Linked DNA regions of Sus scrofa: region 2 is linked to region 1. Evidence: chromatin contacts called from public Hi-C data. All regions are on one chromosome and are shown on one strand. The core of a region is the stretch at or near the end of the contact, and the rest is flanking DNA. Distances in the headings are between cores, read along the strand shown.

Evidence for each region. Hi-C and Micro-C count contacts between places; a contact is called where the count stands out from the background.
Region 2: a contact with region 1 is called in a Hi-C map of liver, with 4 times the contacts expected there. The contact joins the promoter of APEH here to the promoter of GMPPB in region 1. A contact is called at or near these places in 5 of 47 Hi-C or Micro-C datasets (epiblast stem cells, heart right ventricle, liver and 2 more) and 1 of 2 datasets of contacts at active chromatin or transcription factors (alveolar macrophages).

Annotation. Positions count from the first base shown.
Region 1 is chr13:32,248,533-32,254,896 of Sscrofa11.1, forward strand. It overlaps GMPPB (GDP-mannose pyrophosphorylase B), which reads right to left and starts at 4,623. Exons shown (of 10, transcript NM_001244541.1): 1 at 4,498-4,623; 2 at 4,265-4,401; 3 at 4,059-4,139; 4 at 3,920-3,968; 5 at 3,639-3,781; 6 at 3,276-3,434; 7 at 3,111-3,189; 8 at 2,909-3,036; 9 at 2,643-2,825; 10 at 2,180-2,564. The coding sequence starts at 4,393. The coding sequence ends at 2,433. IP6K1 (inositol hexakisphosphate kinase 1) reads right to left here. Exons shown (of 5, transcript XM_021068778.1): 5 at 4,983-6,364. It overlaps RNF123 (E3 ubiquitin-protein ligase RNF123), which reads left to right. Exons shown (of 39, transcript XM_021068771.1): 36 at 1,163-1,305; 37 at 1,454-1,548; 38 at 1,672-1,757; 39 at 1,844-2,210. The coding sequence ends at 1,964.
Region 2 is chr13:32,202,022-32,208,630 of Sscrofa11.1, forward strand. APEH (acylaminoacyl-peptide hydrolase) reads left to right here and starts at 3,846. Exons shown (of 22, transcript NM_213923.1): 1 at 3,846-3,866; 2 at 3,942-4,074; 3 at 4,560-4,686; 4 at 5,054-5,147; 5 at 5,247-5,322; 6 at 5,412-5,575; 7 at 5,742-5,879; 8 at 5,974-6,065; 9 at 6,148-6,188; 10 at 6,272-6,393. The coding sequence starts at 3,855. It overlaps BSN (protein bassoon), which reads left to right. Exons shown (of 12, transcript XM_021068762.1): 12 at 1-1,440.

The sequences.
Region 1 (6,364 bases), core at 3,373-5,872:
CATGCTCGTCCAAGTGCACTAGGCGGTTATTGAACAGAAATAGCATCTCTAGTGCCCCCAGCCCATCGAGGTCGTTGCGGCCAAGCGCCCGCAGGGCGTTAGATGATAAATCGAGCAGCCGCAGGCTGCTGGCATTGGTGAAAACTCCGCGACCTAGCACTTCTAGCTCGTTGTGATTTAAACGCAGGGCGCGGAGCCGGGCAAGGGGGGCCAACCAACCGGGGTGCAGGCGCTGGAGCGCATTGTGGCTCAGGTCGAGGTCTGCGGCTGCGGCTGGTAATGCAACCGGCACGTCCTGGAGCCCCAGGCCAGCGCAGCTCAGCAGGTCGGCAGCACAGACACATTTGTAGGGGCAGTTATGGGGTGCAGGGGGCAGGAAGCCCTCGGAGTCCAGGGTGCCTAACCCAATGCGCAGCATGCACAGCAGTGTGCCCTGCAGTAGCAGCCGGGCCATGTCGGCCACTGCTAGAGATGGGACAGGGCGGTTCCGAGCAGGGAGCAGCTCCGAGACTCACCCACTTAGGCTCTGGCGGGGCGCTGAACAAGGGATAGACAGAGGCGGGATGCAGGCTCCACCTCACAAGGCCAGCGGCTCCAGCTTGCAGGTTCCAGGTTTTGAGTTGTGAGCTAGGGCCACACTTGGCTCATCACTCCCTTCCTGGGCTTCCCCGGCTTTCTGCCTTCCTGAGCGCTCAGCTTCTAAATACTCTTCCCCTGAAGGCGCTTGCTCTGGGGGCGGAGCCTCAGGCTCGCATTGGCTCCCGTTGGAGGGGCGGGGCAGCGCCAACCCCGGGCGGTTTATGGGCCCTAGCGCGACCGCCAGACAGGGGGCGCCATTCTGGCCCCAGTGGTCCAGCCTGCGCTTGACTGGTGACTTTCCACAGCGCCCATCTTCCGGAAGAGTAGAAGGGGAAGCCTGGGAAGAACACCTTTGAGCCACAATGTCCTTTATTTGTTTTCTTTAAACGGTTAAACTGTGTGACCCTTTCCTGCGATGTAGGACTTATGGGGAGGGATTGGAGAGAAGCAGAGTGATGAGGTGGAATGAAGGGGGCAATAGTGCCAAGTGGGCAGGATTGTCACACACTTCCCACCCCTCCAATAAAAAGCGATTTCAGACAGACCCAACTTTCTGACAACCTCTACACCCTCTCCCACCTAGGATAGAGAGAGCCACATCAGTGCTCCTGGCTGATCCCTGCTTCCAGCTCCGCTCTATATGCTATCTCCTGGGGCAGTCAGAGCCCCCTACTCCTGGCACTGCCCTATCTGCCCCTGACCGGAAGCACTTTTCCCTACAGAGCTGTGAGTTGGTTGGGGGTGGGTCAGGGAAGAGGGGGATTTGGGGCTGGGTCAGGTCACTGGTCTTAAGAGCAAATTCCCAAGCTGGAATTACTCAAAAGGCCCTGGGTCTTAGGGCCATATTTTACTGACGCCTCCTGCCACCCTCTAGACACAGATTACATCAGTGTTGAGGAGCTGGCCCAGGTGGAACAGATGCTGGCACACCTGACCACTGCATCTGCCCAGGCAGCAGCTGCCTCTCTGGTGAGTGGGGCCACAGCACCCAGGTTCACATCCCTCAAATACGTATCAGCACAGCTGTGTGCAGTGTACTGCCAGTTGTCTAGGCATCCAACCTCAGCCCACCCTGCACCCTGCTCCCTGCAGCCCACCAGTGAGGAAGACCTCTGCCCCATCTGCTATGCTCACCCCATTTCTGCTGTGTTCCAGCCCTGTGGCCACAAGTCCTGCAAGTAAGCGGGCCCCATGGGAACAGGGGGCTGGGCAGGGGAGTAGCAGGGATACACAGACCACCCTCATGCCCTCCCCTGCTATATAGAGCCTGCATTAACCAGCACCTGATGAACAACAAGGATTGCTTCTTTTGCAAAGCCACCATTGTGTCTGTAGAGGACTGGGACAAGGCAGCCAATGCAAGTGCCACTTCCTCTGCTGCCTAGACCCACCTCACCCACAGAACAGGAACCTTCACCCTTGAAGTCAAACTCAGGCTGGGTCCTATTTATGAGCTCCCCTTGCCCTGTCTCCCAAAGCTCGTACCCACCCACCCACCCCGCCCCGGCCCCCGCCCTCAACCTTCTTGTCTGTGTGTAACCTTGTTGGCAGGAGCCCAGCCTTGCCCTAATTGTGCCTGAGCTTGACTTTCAGTCAGGGCCACAATGAGCATTAAATTATTATTCCATACAGTTCTTGCTTGGCCCTTCTTGAGGGAGTGGGCTTTGTGGGGGATACCTAGTGAGAATCCTGCCAGGTGATGTCCATGGGAGAAGGCAGGTGTCCAATAGCTTCACCCTTGTCCAATCCTCCCCTGCCAAATGGCAGTGAGTCCAGGGCTTTCTGATGTGTTGAGCTAGTGTTCCCTCTGGTGGTGGGGAGAGGGGGTGCTCAGCCAGCCCCACAGCATCCCTTCACATGATGATTCGAGGCTCCGGAACCGACTCACCAATAGATTTGTGGGGCAGCACACTGGCCCCGTTAAGGTAGAGCTCATCATTAACTATGACGTCCTCGCCCAGCACTGTCACATTCTCCATGCGCACCTTGGGGGGAGGGGCCAGGCCTTGTCAGCAAGATGGGCATTCCCACCCCTTCCCATCTGGCCCAGCCCAGAGTCTTACCCATTGGCCCACTCGGCAGCGCCAGCCTACAATGCAGGACTCAAGCCAGGAGTGGGAGCGGATGTGGGCATCTCGCAGCACTGTGCACCGCCGGATACACACGCCATCCTCCACCACTACACCAGGACCCAGGCTCACATTGGGGCCAATGCTGCAGTTCTTGCCAATGCGGGCACTTGGGTCCTGAGGATAGTGGGGAAAATACAATTGAGCCATTTATCCCCTGAGATTGAGGAGGCTGATAATGGGCTGGGGAAGGGTCTCACCACTAGCACGTTGCCCACAATGCCAGGACCTGAGCACAGTTGCTCAGGTTGCTTCTGTCGCAATGATTGCAGGAAGAGGCACATGCCTGTGAGGAAATCCTTGGGCTGCCCAATGTCCATCCAGAAGCCTATAGGGAGAGAATGCATCAGGGAGCTCAGCCCAGCCACAGACCACCCCAACCCTGTGGCCTCTCTGCCTCACCCTGCAACTCCATGGCATAGAGCTGCCCCTCCTTGGCCATGACCGGGAAGATCTCCTTCTCAATGGACGTGGGCTGCAGCTGTGGGAGTGGGCAGCTCATGAGCAGGGTCATGGCAGTGGTGGCCTGCCCTACCCCGGCCCACCCAGCAGCAGGCTTCTACACACCTGGATGCGCTGCAGCACTGCAGGGCTCAGGATGTACATGCCTGCATTGATCTTGTTGGACACAAACACCTGTGGCTTCTCCACGAACCGGTGAATACGGCCTGTATCAGCCTCACACACCACCACACCATACTTAGAGGGCTCCTCCACTTTGGTCACCTGAGTGCAGGGGGACCTCAGACCTAGTCCAGGGCTCCTGAGTCTTGAGGTACATGGTGTCTTATATCTGGGATTGTGCCCCCAGATGCATAAAGGCACATACTGCATGGTTCTGCACCCAAAACATTGGGGCAATTCAAAGCTGGGAGGTGAGAGAGGCTGGGGTGGGGTGGGTTATCGGAGAAGAAAGACCTGTTTCCTTACCAGAATGGAGCCCTCTTGGCCATGGTGGCGGTGGAACTGCACCATGGCTTGGAAGGGAAAATCGCAGATCACATCACTGTTCAGAACAAAAAAAGGCTCCGCAGTCTCAGAGAGCAGGTCACGGGCCAGTGCCAGGGGTCCAGCTGGGGAAGAGCAAGAGGTCACCATCATCTTCCAGGTCTGAGCCTCTGGACCCAGGCTCAGCAAGCCCCATGCAGACAGAGTCTTGCCCCTCTCCTGGCCCTAAACCCTCCCCAAGGAACCTTCTTGTCTCTACTGACCTGTTCCCAAAGGCTCCTCTTCATGGGACATGGAGATTCGGATTCCTAGCTGGAAGGAAGAAGGCCCCGTTAGGTTTCTCCTACTAGGGTGGGAAGCTGAGCGGGGACCAAGGGAAAAAGCCAAGAATCCGTGCCTCACCCTTTGCTCCTGTGCTTTCATTTCCTTCTCCAACATCTGAGACATATAGCTCACGGCCAGAATCACGTGATCCACGCCTGCCTGTGGGAATGAACAGTGCCGGCCTTCAGGCGGGCTCAGCCGAAGGCACAGGGATCCCTGCCCTCCTGTCGCTGGCCGTCCCTCACCCTGCCAAATCCCACCAAGACCCCGTCCCTGGGCCTTACCGAGGCCAGCGCCTCCACTTGATGCAGCAAAATGGGCTTATTGCAGAAATCCACCAGCGGCTTCGGTATGCTTAGCGTCAGCGGCCGCAGGCGCGTCCCGTAGCCACCCACCAGGATCAGTGCCTTCATTGCGCCTGCTGGAGGCCAGAGTGAGTCCCGGGCTCCGAGGTGTCCGCGGCCCGCCCAGCCGACCCCTATGACACCCTCCCGCTCCCTTCACGCTCCAGACTGACCAACTCTTGTTCTGCCTTGTCCGCCCAGTCCGCGTCGACGCTAAGTCCAAGTCAGCGGCAAGCTAGTACGCGACGCCGAAGCGAGAGCAGCGAGCTGCCAACTCTGGCTGGCGTCCGCCAGTGTATGACGGGAGCCCGGGCGGGCCAATCAGCTGCGGCATACGTGGCACGGCCATCGGCGTCGGGTCGCCGCGACGCGGTATTCCGGCAGACTCAGCCAATGAGAGCGGAGCGCGCCTGGCTGCCATGGCGACCGGGACCGGATCCGCGGGTCGGCTTGCCATTGGCGGATCCAAAGGCGGAGCTCGCGCCGCAGGCGAGGCTTCCGTCCTCTCGGGCCCAGGTCAGCCGCACCCCAGCCGCTTCCGGCCCCGCCCTGCCGGAGGAACTGGGGCGGGGCCGAGGGCGCGAGGAGGCCGGGCTGGGCTAGGCCAGTCCACCCCGAGTTTCTGGGTTTGTTTTTTTTTCAAAGACACGGACACGCCTCAGTTTCTAGCGGCTTTATTTTGACATACACGACCTCAGACACAAGCGGGGCGGGCAGCGCTAGGTGTACGGAAAGGGGCAGGTTCGGCCCAAGGCTCGAGCACCCCCTCTCCCGCGCTCAAGGTCCCAAGAAAAAGCAACCGCGCCCGGACACGGCCGGAGCCAAGTGTAGTATCCGGGTGCAGGGCTCGGGCAGCGTGGACAGGCTTAGGCAGCTTCCAGCAAAGTGGAGCAGAGAGTGGTCCTCGAGGCCAGGCCTTACAGTTCCCGGAGAAGCAAAGGAACCAGGACCTTCCCAGGATTCTCCCAAATTTTTTCCACTAAAACATTAAATCTGCACAAAGACCAAATTGAACAGCTCTAAAGTTCAAAGCATTCTGCATCTAGGAGTGTGCACATGGCCAGCCGTGAGCAAGTGAGCAGCAGCTACATAACTAGCTCAGGCCTTTGGCCCCTTAGGAGAAACCCCACGCCCACTGCACAGGACCGGACATGAGAGGGGTGGGGTCCCCAGCATGTTGCTACACTGGTCCCCTTTCTTTTAAGCACCGCCCATCCCACCCCGCTAGGGGGCTGGTGTCGACTTGGCCCAGGGAAGCACTACACAGAGGGGTCGCTTGAGCGCCCCAACCAGTGATCCCGTCTTGCACTTTGGTCCCAAGTTGGGGCTGGGGAAACAGGGCCTGGCAGGGACAGGGCTCTCTGGCATGGAGCAGGGCAAAATAGTGGCAAACAGCATGTGCAGATGCGCATGCCCACCACTCAACAGATAACAAGGCTGGGTCTCCCAAGTGTTTAAAAGTGCTGAAAGAAGGAGGGACCCTGCCCTGCGGGAGAAGCAGCAGATCCCAGCCCTGCTCTTCTCAATGCCAGGAAAACGCTGACTATAAGTGGGTACAGCCTCTCGTGATGAAGAGCAGAATGGGGGCAGCATCTGCTCCCAAAATATAGGAACTCAGGAGGTACAGCACATCCCCAGGCTGGAGAGGTTCCAACAAGGGGGTCCCAGCTGGCCCCCAAACCTTTGTCTTGGCCTCTGCCCTGCCAAGAAATGACTATCCACACTAATGAAGAGCTACTGCCCCTATGGCTGAAGCCACAAAATAGTACAAGAGAAAAGACGGTCATTACTAATCAGAAACAGGCAAGCTGCCCCCTCCTAGCCCCAAGAAATGGGAACCTGCCCACCAATGGCACCAGAATCAGAAGGCCGAGAGAGATGGGATCCCATCTAGGAGCCCATTTAAGATGAGTGAGGCTGCATATCTATGGACCATGAAATTAGTCCATTACTTACCAAAGCTTCTTACAGACACAGGCTGGCAGGCTTACCTCTAATGCCCAAATAGGGACATGCCACAAGTGACAATGACAGTGGCCC
Region 2 (6,609 bases), core at 2,596-5,095, 47 kb before region 1:
TGGGCTTTACCCATCTAGTGGAACACTTGCCTCATCCCAGAAATCAGGCCTGGGCCGTATGAGGCCATCTGTGCAAGGGCTGGGGGAGGCCACCATCCAACACCTCTGACCACCTGGGCCAGATCTTTGTGGGGATTATGCCTGGTGGCTGGATACATGAGCAACTAAGGCAGTGATCCTTCCTACAGAAGGCCAAGGAATGGGACCAGGAGCAGGGAACAGGCAGGAAGATGACAGCAGGTCAGCCTCCATCAAGCCTAGTTTCAGGCTCTCAAAAGTTGGCTTTTCAGCTAATCTCCTTTCTGGCCAAGTTCTCTTGAAATTTCTGACATCTGCCACTCCCCACCTCCTAACATACCCACAGAACACATCTGTACCCATCACCCCTTGTGAAGGTGGCTGGAGCAGGCCTCTGGGCCACAGGTGTCCTGGCCCTTGTGTAGTTACAGCTATGGCTCTGGGGGCCAGAGGCTGAGAGACCAGCAGTGGTGCCTTGGGCACTGGGGAGCACCGAACACATCTCCACATGGGCAAGGGGGCTTCTAGGATACAGTCGAGGCCTTCTCTACAGCCCCCCTCCTCCAGTGTCATGAGCAAGGGCACTACCTCTTCTGTCTTCTTTGGGGCCCAGTGCATTTATAGTGACATCCCTGCTTCCCACCATCCACTTAGTCCTTAGGAAGAGAGTGTGGTCTCAGGGCCAATGATAAAGAGGGCAGCAGTGGCAGCAACTATGACCTGTCTTCTGTAGCCTGTGGGGAGTTTCCCAAGGCAGATCCTTTGCCATGGCAGCATGGTCCTGGCCTGTTGGCCCCTTGGCCTCATACCCCTTCCCCCATTCTGTAAATACTTATCATCGTATACTCCAACAGGGTCAGAGGGACAGCCTTGATCAACTGAAAGGCCTCAGAGATAACATTTCTGTCTCCCTGGGTACCAGCAGCTCTGCTGCCAATGTGCACTGGGGTGAACTGGAGAGCCATGGAAGTTGTGAGATAATTTTGTGTGTATGCATGTGAACAAGTGTGTGAGTGTGTATGTATGAGCGTGTCTGCCTCATTCAGCCTCTGGGATCAAATCAGCTCCTTCTCTCTAAGTGCAGTGCCCTGGAGAGTGGTGGCCGCCCAACGCCTTTCCTCTGCTAGCTTCCATGTCTTGTTTTTGCTTTCCCCTCACTCCTTCCCTGCCTCCCTTCTTTCCTCTCTCCCTTTCTTTCCTTCCCTCCTTCTTTATTTGAGGGGGGAAGAGTGCTGTACAAAGTCAAACAAACAAGTTTACAGTTGTAAGTGCAATGACCCAAGTCCTCCACATGACCTTGTGAATTGTGTGCCGTCCTCCTGTGCTCTGTGAGAACTCGTGGTACTTCAGTGTCCCTCCCCCTGTATTGTGACAAGGTAATTCTGTGGTATCAGAATAAAAGGACTTGATATAAACAACCTACATACTGTCTCTGGGATGGTTTCTGAAACAGGAGGGTGTAGCCAGAGGAACAGAGCCTGTCTGTTCACAGTTAAAGGGAAAAGAGTAAAAAGGCGAAGATGCAGACGGGCTGGCAAGGCTAGGGCTGAGTTCACACCAATCTGTCCAAAAACAATGGGCCCCTCCACAAAGGCGCCCCAGGGCAAGTTTAATGTTTGGGCCTGGAGGGAGCAGTTAGCTTACTGAGCAGACTGTCGCGGGAAGGTGCCTGCACAGCTTGCGTGTGTCTAGGCTGCACAAGCAGCTTTCCCAGGCCTGGTTCCCAGGAGGCAAATGAGCATGTGCTGCCCTCTGGTGCTGCCAACAAGCCCTACACCTTGAGGCACTGCCTTGTATCCACTCCAGTCCCCAAACTCTTGATGGCTGCTAATCTTAGTCCTTCCACAGAACAGAAATGGGTCCTCACCAAAGTTACCCAGAGTTGCTTGAAATTTTTAAAAACACAGATAAATGAAAAGAAGCCTCATCTCTGGCCTTCCTCCAGGTTAGTATCTTGATGTTTATCCTTCCTTCCTGTTTGTGTTTCTCTTGTTTTAAACAAAAGTCGGAAAGTTGGGCTTCCCTTTGTGGCTCAGCGGTTGACAAACCCAACTAGTATCCATGAGGACGTGGGTTTGATAACTGGCCTCGCTCAGTGGGTTAAGGACCTGGCTTTGCCGTGAGCTGTGGTGTAGATTGCGGACGCAGCTCAGATCTGGCATTGCTATGCCTGTGTCGCAGGCCAGCAGCTGTAGCTCCAGTTGGACCCCTAGCCTAGGAACCTTCATATGCTGTGGGTGCAACCCTAAAAAGACCCCCCCCAAAAAAGAGGAAAAGTAGTACAACATCTTTTGTTTATCTCTAACCATTCATTCCAGATATTTAAATGTTCATCCTCCAGTGCCTGGGCTCCAGAGGGCTGCACCGTGAATTTACAGCCAGTCTACTGCACATGTTCTCAAGGACAGGCACCGTGTTCCCAGTTTTCCTGTTATAAACAACAACTGTAATGAACATCCTAATTTCCAACTTTCCACCCAGGTTGGTGGCTGGGGCAACTCTATCTGCTCCCAGTTCTGGCCTTAACAGTCCTGCACACACTGGATGCTCACAAATGCAGGTGGCCCCAGAAAGTGGAAACTGTTTTTACTTAACTAGCCCGACGTGGTTGATGGGGAAGGGGAAGCTGCAGGCCAATCTCAGTCAAAAGCAAAGCAGGGCGCAGGGAGCCAGGCCCCTGAGGTGTGGAAGACCATCCAGGTGCAAGGTATATGGAAGAGGGGACATCGCTGCTGGCCTGACAGCTGGCCAGCCTCTCCTGCCCTCTTGAGCCATCATAAGCCCAGCCCAGTACTGCTGTCCTGAGGGAACCTGCCTGTCCAGGTTTTTCTTTCCACAGGAAGTGCTCTGGTTCTGGGTGGAGCCTGACCCCACCAGGCCCTTTGCACTCAAGAGCTTGGCCTGAGGCCTGGGAAGGCAGACAGAGGCCCACCAGTTCATGATCCCCAGCAAAGTGCCACTGAGCGGGTGGGTGAGGGCTGCAGGAGCAGATAGCTTAAGAGGTAGGCGCGGTGGCTGATAAAACCAGGCAACACCCTGCGAATTTGGCACCCGCCTTTCGTTGCCCAACACCCTAGAACTCTGCGAGCTATGTCAGGAGCGCACCTCTGTCCTTTCTCATTGGCCTGGGAGCCCCTCCAGAGCAGGGCCTGGCACCTCCTGGTGAATGTCTGCCTTCTAATGGACCAGGAGGACCCAACAGTCAGTTCCTGGCTGCGGGAGATCCCTGCTGGAGATAGCTTCGATCTGGCTTCAGCTCAGGCCCCATTCCTCACCTCTCCTTTTCTGGACTTCACCCGGGCTAGGCTCAGCCCCGCCCGGCCGCACCGCCTCTCTGCAGAGCCTTCGGTCCTCCGCCGCCCTCTCAGTCCCCGCCCCCCGAATGCTTAGGGCTCACCCCCGTCAGGCCTCACCCCCCACCTCCCTTGGGCCCTGTCTTTCCTCACAGACCTCGCCCCTCCCCAAAGATATGCGCCTTTATTCCGTTTCCACAGCACCATCCCCTCTCCTCACCAAGTAACTGGCCGGGGCTTGGCCCACACAGCCCGCCTCTCACCAGCCTGGCCTGCCGGGAAAGGACCGCTCCTTTCCCCAAGGTTCCCGCCCCTCCCATCCAGGACTCCTGCAGCCGCGGTTCCCACTTCTGCCCCACAGGCCCCACCTCCTTACCATCTAGGCCCCGCCCCTCGGGTAACGGTTCCGGCCCATTCGTAGAAGGTTCCGCCCCTCTCAAGGCAAGGTCCGGGTGGCAGGGCTGGGCCGCTGCGGGCTCCGCCCCCTGAGCTCACTTCCGGGCGCCAGCACTGACTGCCTAGCCCCGGCGCCCCAGAGCAACCATGGAGCGGCAGGTGAGGGATCGGCCCGCGGTTCCTGTGGTCTTTGCAACCCGGGCTGTGCCTGACCCTGCTGTGTCCCCTGCGCAGGTGCTGCTGAGCGAGCCCGAAGAGGCGGCGGCGCTGTACCGGGGCCTTAGCCGCCAGCCCGCGCTGAGCGCCGCCTGCCTGGGCCCAGAGGTCACCACGCAGTACGGGGGTCGCTACCGGACTGTGCACACTGGTGTGTGTATGGCGGGGAATCGGTGGCGGGCCTATTCCGGGGCCGTGCACTCGGGTGGAGAGGAGGGGGATGTGCAGGGCTCGCTGCCTGACAGTGCTCACGAGTTTGTGGAAGACCGGGCTTGGAGGGTGTGGGTGTGGAAGGGTGCATCCCCCAGCCGTGCACACAGGTGTATAGGGGGTGTTCTGGAATGTTGCCCATGAGTGCAGAGTGTGGGTCTTGTAGGGGTCACCCACCCCCATCATCCCATACTGTACCCCCCCTCAAGGTCCTAGGGCGGATGCCAGGAGCGGTAGTGGTTTCTCTCCAAGATGTCAGCTCAGGCTCCGGTGACCTAAACTTGAGTTGTAGCCAAGTGTTGCCCATCCTGCCCCCAGAATATCTGGAGTCAGATTGGGGAGGTGGGCTGGACCTTCCTCTGGGCGGGGTAGGGGAGCCTGTGCTGGGACTGGCCAAATTGAGCAGTCTCATGCCTCTCCTCGCAGAGTGGACCCAGAGGGACCTGGAACGCATGGAGAACATCCGATTCTGCCGCCAGTACCTGGTGTTCCATGATGGGGACTCAGTGGTGTTTGCAGGGCCTGCAGGCAACAGTGTGGAGACCCGGGGGGAGTAAGTTTGAGGAAGGAAGCTTGTGGGCAAGGCCACAGCCATCTGCAAGCCTTTTATGAATACCCACCGTGTGCCTTGGTGTGGGGAGGGCCCAGAAAGGAAGCCAGGAGCTTGTTTTTTGCCACTAGGAGCTCTAGAGACATGGTCATAAGCACTGGAGACTTGCTTCTGACGGGCCAGGACCGGAGCCCCTGCTCCAGGGAGGGGAGGCAAGGCATCTGCCATGGTAGGACTAGAAGGGCTGCAGGGACGCATGTGGGCCACAGCCTCAAGAATCTTGTCTAAGAGGTTACAGCCAGTAAGGGGATAGGATGGGCTATCACTGGGTGGGAGGTAGTCCTGATGCGTTATCCTGTGTCCTCCTCAGGCTGCTGAGCAGAGAGTCTCCTTCAGGCACCATGAAAGCCGTGCTGCGCAAGGCTGGAGGCACGGGCACTGCGGAGGAGAAGCAGTTTTTGGAGGTAAGTCTGTGTGGGACCGGGTGGTAGGCAGCTGGGGGCTCAGATCCACAGATAAAGCTCTGCTGGAGGACAGACAACCTGACTCCCAGCTGTCCTCAGGTCTGGGAGAAGAACCGGAAGCTCAAGAGCTTCAACCTGTCAGCGCTGGAGAAACATGGGCCGGTTTATGAGGACGGTGAGGCAGCTGGCTGGTGAGCAGGCAGGGTAGACAGGAGGGGCAGCCATAGCCCAGGGCTCCCCCTGATCTGCCTTTCTTGCACCCAGACTGCTTTGGCTGCTTGTCCTGGTCGCACTCGGAGACACACTTATTATATGTGGCAGAGAAGAAGCGCCCCAAGGCTGAGTCGTTCTTTCAGACCAAAGCCCTGGACGTCACTGGCAGCGATGATGAGATGGCCAGGACAAAGAAGCCAGACCAGGCCATTAAGGTGCTCATGGTCATGGCCAGTCCATGAAGGTTCTTCAGGGCAGCCCTGGGGCCCAGTATGTTCTCCACCTACACTGTGCCTATCAGAACTGGGGAGGCACTGTCTCGTAGGGGACAGGGCAGGCTCGTGCGAGACAGGCTAGGCCCTGAGTGTCTTGTGTTCTCAGGGGGATCAGTTTTTGTTTTACGAAGATTGGGGAGAAAACATGGTTTCCAAAAGTACTCCTGTGCTCTGCGTGCTGGATATTGAGAGCGGCAACATCTCTGTGCTTGAGGGGGTTCCTGAGAGTGTGTCCCCTGGACAGGTCAGTGGCGACTCAGCCTACGTCATTCCTGGAGTCTGAGGGTCCTGCCTGAGTTACTCCCCTGGTTTACCCCTGCCCCCGGTCTTGTTTACAGGCATTCTGGGCCCCTGGAGACACAGGTGTGGTGTTCGTGGGCTGGTGGCATGAGCCCTTCCGGCTGGGCATTCGCTTCTGTACCAATCGAAGGTGAGGACAATGGAAGGGGCAGGGCAGGGGGCTTTGCAGCTCAGACTGTCCATGAAGCTGAGTGTCTCTCTGGTGGTTCCAGGTCAGCCCTGTACTATGTAGACCTCACTGGGGGGAAGTGTGGTAAGTGGCACCTACCTCTGCTTTCCTCTGAGACACACTGGCCTTGGCAGCCTGCATGGTACTCACGTTTCTGTCTGGTCCAGAGCTCCTCTCAGATGAGTCTGTGGCTGTCACATCTCCCCGGCTAAGTCCAGATCAATGTCGCATCGTCTACCTGCGGTTCCCATCTCTGGTCCCCCATCAACAGTGTGGCCAGTTGTGCCTGGTGAGCTGGGGGAGGGATGGGGGTGGAGGGAGGTCAACAAGAGGAGGGGATGGTAGATGAGAGCTGAAGGCACAGCTTCGTTTCCCCTTGGGCCCCTCAGTGCACCTCCTGTCCCAGGTGCAGTGATGGTGTGGGCCTGGAGGCTTAGAGTGCTGGCCTGGGGGGTGCTCTGCACAATCAAAAGTCACCACCTTGAGAGCATTCTCTGTCTACAGG